2 separate regions of the Lactuca sativa genome follow, and region 1 is linked to region 2. A link is a contact called in public Hi-C data. All regions are on one chromosome and are shown on one strand. The core of a region is the stretch at or near the end of the contact, and the rest is flanking DNA. Distances in the headings are between cores, read along the strand shown.

What was found. Hi-C and Micro-C count contacts between places; a contact is called where the count stands out from the background.
Region 1: a contact with region 2 is called in a Hi-C map of seed, with 2.9 times the contacts expected there. The contact joins the promoter of LOC111900649 here to the promoter of LOC111900647 in region 2. A contact is called at or near these places in 2 of 4 Hi-C or Micro-C datasets (leaf and seed).

What each region holds. Positions count from the first base shown.
Region 1 is chr5:352,816,653-352,819,621 of Lsat_Salinas_v11, reverse strand. LOC111900649 (60S ribosomal protein L32-1) reads right to left here and starts at 1,409. Exons shown (of 4, transcript XM_023896530.2): 1 at 1,264-1,409; 2 at 664-759; 3 at 397-578; 4 at 16-301. The coding sequence starts at 753. The coding sequence ends at 172.
Region 2 is chr5:352,651,364-352,654,093 of Lsat_Salinas_v11, reverse strand. LOC111900647 (ras-related protein RABA5b) reads right to left here and starts at 1,402. Exons shown (of 2, transcript XM_023896528.3): 1 at 1,009-1,402; 2 at 163-663. The coding sequence starts at 1,339. The coding sequence ends at 359.

The DNA.
Region 1 (2,969 bases), core at 160-2,659, 170 kb before region 2:
ACTACAATTACCATATTGGTACCAAGAGGATTCATTCATTCTCACAAACAACAATCAATCATCATTCACTAGAACAAAAAATAACTCTTTGACAAAATTCATTTCAATAGCCTTAAAAAAAGGTATATCAAAAACAAAAATGCATAAATGAGAAACAAAACACATGAAAGCTTACTCATCTTCCTGACTACGCAACCTGGCTAACTTGTTGGTGACAACAACATCAAGCTGTGCTGCACGCTCTACAATTTCCTTCCTTTTTCGGGTTGATACATTGTGTGCAATCTCAGCACAATAAGTTCTGAAAAATCATCATATTATTAATCATGTAACAATGTTTTTATTTCATACTATAATGTAAACTTAAAAGTGAAGAACTGTACAACTTATGTTTACCTGTTGTGCATCATAAGAACTTCAAGCTCCTTGGCGTTGTGAACAACAAATTTCTTGAAACCATTTGGCAAGTAATGACGGGTTTTCTTGTCTGATCCGTATCCAATATTTGGCATAAGAGTAACACCTTTGAACTTTCTCCTCACACGTGAATCAATACCCTTTGGTCTACGCCAGTTTTCCTGTTAGAATTACAAACACGATTTGAGCAAATAAACAGGTTGATTCAATGATATAATGAGAAGATTATAGAGATAGATTGTGTACCTTGACACAGATTTTCCAATCACTGTGTGGCCTCTTGAACTTCTTGACCCTCTTCTTGACGATCTTCTTATCAAGCTTTGGAACCGCCATTGCTTACTATAAACAGGTGATGAAGAAACCAGGTCAATTTTTTCTTGTAGCGTTAAAGAAGCATTAATCAGCTTCTAATTCAGATGACAGAAGTAATAATACGAGAGTACAAAGATACTAATCAAATCAACAACCGTATTAAGATCTAAAAGAAAATGATGTCGTGTACTTCAACAAATTATCAAGCTCGAATTGCTATAGAATTAATCAATACGAACCAAATATACATACATAAACATATATCATTACAGTAACATAACTACAAAATCGATTAGAAGACTAAAACATCGATAACTGATACAAAACAAACTGAGTACACCGGTTTAAAACAATTAAAACTTGTTGAAATTGCACCGACGAGTATTAGATTCAATTAATCAACAGAGAACAAGTAACGAACGAATATATTTTTCAGAAATCCTTCCAATGTGTTAGTAGATCTACAAACAGCAAGTAGAGATACAGTATTTCGTTTACAATTAGATGCGATAGGCAATGAAAGATTGAAACCTGTTAATCGGGACTACACGGCGCAAAAGTTCCCCACTGAAAACAAAGAGCCGTGAAAAGAACCCTAACACTAGGGTTTAGATATACGCCCGGAGATGTACCTGTGCCCTTTAGGCTGTGGAATGTATAAGCGGGCCGATACTCCAAACCAGCCCAATCGTAACTATTAGTTTTTTAAATGCAAAAACCAAAAATTTGTTTTTAAAAAGTATTTGGTTTAATTTTACATGTAAAATAATTAAAAGTTATATTTTCGTAACTTTTAGAAACCTCTTTTTTTCTTCTATACAAAAAATCATTTTCAAAAGGGAAAATGATTTAGGAGGGTCACTACCTCTTATCCGTGTTCACATATTGTTAATTTCTTTTTTTTTGTACATAATAAAGCAATTAACTCGTTTTAACTGTTTAAATTACACCAATATTACCGGTTAATACATGTTTTAACCGGTAACTCGAAGGGAAAATGACTTAGGAGGGTAACTACCTCTTATCCGTGTTCACATATTAACAACTTCTTATTTTTTGTACATAAGAAAGCAAATAACTTGTTTTAACTATGTAACATCCCAACAATCATGACCAAAAATTTCGTTTTTAATTTAATACTAAAACCATAATTGTCAAACCTTTAATTTAATACTCCGGCATCGGGCCTCGCCCGGCATCAGGCCCCGCTTGACATCGAGCCCCGCTCGATATACAAATATGTCTCTCTTAGGCCCCGCCTGTCTCCGGGCCCCGCCCGCTAAACACATACATTCATATAACATGCTAACACATAAAGAAATACACTCTACTCTATCCCTGTCCTAAGAAACATACTCTGCTAATAATGAGATACGGAACTTCGTCCGTACTCAGCTAGTTCCAGCCAGGGCTTCAACAGTGCAATGTGAGTCTCCTTACTGTGTGAATGGGTCTAAGGCCACAATGCCAGCCCATGTAGTCTATGAGTAGGAAGACCCGGGGTTTAGCCCTAGGCATTGTATGCTAGTATGTTATTCCAGACCAAGGTCTGATGTAAAGGGTGCCCGAGGAATGTTTGCATGTTAGAGTATACTTGTTGTCTGTGTGATACTTGTATGTGCCTGGTAGAGAGGTAAGTATGGGCGAGGTCCCATATCTCATCACTAGCTAAGTACGGACGATGTTCTGTATCTCATTATTAGCAGAGTATGTTTCTTAGGACAGGGATACAGTAGAGTATGTTTCTTTATGTGTTAGCATGTTATATGATTGTATGTGTTTAGCGGGCGGGGGTCGGAGATAGGCGGGGCCTAAGAGAGACAGATCAGTATACCGAGCGGGGCTCGATGCCACGCGGGGCCTGATGTCGGAGTATTAAATTAATGGTTTGACAATTATGCTTTTAGTATTAAATTAAAAACGAAATTTTTGGTCATGATTTTTGGGATGTTACACAATTAAAACAAGTTAGTTGTTTTCTTATGTACAAAAAATAAGAAATTGCCAATATGTGAACACGGATAAGAGGTAGTTACCCTCCTAAGTCATTTTCCCTTTGAGTTACCGGTTAAAACATGTATTAGTCGGTAATATTGGTGTAATTTAAACAGTTAAAAACAAGTTAGTTGCTTTATTATATACAAAAAAGAAGAAGTTGTCAATATGTGAACACGGATAAGAGGTAGTTACCTTCCTAAGTCATTTTCCCTTTTCAAAAAGCTTTTATATTATCCAAA
Region 2 (2,730 bases), core at 153-2,652:
ACTCCATTAAAGGTTGATGGTTCAAAACAAATGCAAATGTATCGGCCCCCTATGTATGTCCTGTTACTCTCCACGTGGTATGTGCCATTGGCATTAAATATACCGATTTCAACCAATTTATTATCGTGGGTAATATGAATGCGCGCCCATGAAGTCTTCGAATTTATGTAACATAGTTGACTCATTTTATCATCTGTAAAAGTTATACAATTGATATTGCGCTTAAAGAAATATTGGACTCCCACTAATTAAATTCAAAACATAAAATTCCAAAAGTAACTACCAACAAAAAGTCGAAAATCTTCCCACAATCATGTTTGGACAAGAGTAGTAATGAGATGGATGACACCAGAAAAGGTCATTTGGAACAACAATAGCTTTGCTTTGTGTTAGCATCTTTAACTAGGCTTACACGATTGAGAGACACTTCAGATTTGTAGGAATCGGAGTTAAGGACCTTTCTTCTAACATTATCATAAATGGCACGAATCACGATCTCAAAAGCTGTTGTAACATTAGTGGAATCAAGTGCGGATGTCTCTATGAAGAAAAGCCCTTCCTCTTCTGCAAGATTTTTGCCTTCTTCAATGCTCACGTCCCTGATATTCTCCAAATCGCTTTTGTTCCCTACCAGCATCGTTGCCATTGATGTATCACAGTGAGCTGCAAACGTTAAATGTAATCTAATCAAACCCAAATTCATAACATTCAAACAAAGTTTAATTGGTTTCTCTAGATCCAAAACGTAAGCTCGATGTGAAATTGCAACATCTTCCGATTCAAAGGACTTGTTACGAAATACGAAATCAATTTCTTTTCAATTTCTTATCGTGAATAGCAAGTCAAATTGTTTTCAACGAATGGAAGGAGTAACATAATATCTTCGAGATCTAATCCTTTTGCAACCAAATGACAAATCCAGTAATAATCCAATAAAAACGATAGAATGAGAGAAAATTGAACAAGGAGTGAATTGAAATCGAAAAAGAAAAAAGGGGGAAAACTTACTGTTGAGTTCACCGAGCCAGCGCTTAATACTTTCAAAGGTAGTACGGCGACTAATGTCATAAACAATGAGTGCACCGACGGCGCCGCGGTAATAGGCGGAGGTGACGGCACGGAAGCGCTCTTGACCGGCGGTGTCCCATACTTGAGCTTTAACCTCCTTGCCATCGATATCTACGACCTGAGTTTGAAACTCGACACCAATGGTGGCCTTTGAGTGCAAATCAAACTCATCTCTAGCGAAACGCGACAGCAGGTTTGATTTTCCGACAGCGGAATCACCAATCACGACTATCTTGAAAAGGTACTCCTCTCCGCCTTCTCCTTCCTCCATTTCTAGAAAGAGAAAGTTGTGATAATGGTGTCCTCGAGACGTGAGACTTTTTAAAGGAATACAAATCCTACTCGTTGAAAAATTAGAATCAAATGATTAATTATAGAATGAGATGATATTTTGATTAGAAAATCATATAAAAACTCTTAAGTTTTTATATTATCTTATTGGTTTTTATTTTTTATTTGGTTTTCTGTGTATATTTTTTATTATTTTCCGTTTTTTCAAAAATTTTTGTTAAAAATCAAACTCATATAAAAAAGTTTACGAAAAGTTTACCGTTTCTTTTTAATTTTTTTCCTCTCAATTTTACATTATAGTTTTGATGCAAATTACTCTTTAAGGATGTTTTATATGTGTATTTTAGAACTCATGATATTTAATAATTGATGAGTAGATAATAACTGTAACATATTTAGATATGAATTTATATTTTAAGTTTAATAGTTTGATTATTTGACAAATAAATACTCAAATAATCATCCTAAAAACGAATTATGAGCACTTTGGTGATCATGCCACCATCTGCCACACCCTTCTTTATTTACCGTCTCAACATCATATAAAGGATGATCAGTAGCATTGTCAGCATGAAAAAAGAGTGAAGAAGGTGAAATCGAAAAGGAGGGATGAAGTTGCGTTGTTAATTATGACTATGCTCACCCGCTCCTTGCCATGTCACCATGTCGTGAAGGAGGGGTAGTGTTCTCTCCCGAGAAGTGCTTTACATCAACATTATGTTGCTGACATCATACTCATACCCAACACTCTTAATGATAGTTTAAATATGATCACAGTTAAGGATGAGCGCGGTGCGGTTCAGTGCGGTTATTGGCTAAAATCTCACCAGTAACCGCAAATGCGGTTAATCCATTTTCAAAACCGCTCCGGTGCGGTTAAGCGGTTATTTTTGCAGTCAGTTTTTTTTTTTTTTTGGGCTTCAGTTATTAACCGCATGGATTTGGTGCGATTATTTTGTGTGGTTTTTAACCGCAATTTAAAATTCAAACGGTTTTAATAGAACATATTATTTGTAATAATAAAAAACAATAATGTATAAGACAATTAACTTAAATCACAAACAACTAATATCTTAAAAACATCAAATCACTAGTAATTAACAATAAGCATTCTAAAATTGTCAAATTTCACAATTTTCCAAAGTTAAACATAACAAAAAATCAACACTTTTGTCTTCTAAAATTTTATTATTTTTTCATCCATGAAACTTATCTTATTTTTAATATTTAATATATTAATAATTAATAATAAAATTTGTATATAATATATGCAGTGCGGTACGGGTTTTTTTTTTTTTTTTTTTTTTTTGCGGTTAAATAACCGCACCGCACCGCAAATTTGCGGTTTTTGAAAAACCGAAAACCTCACAA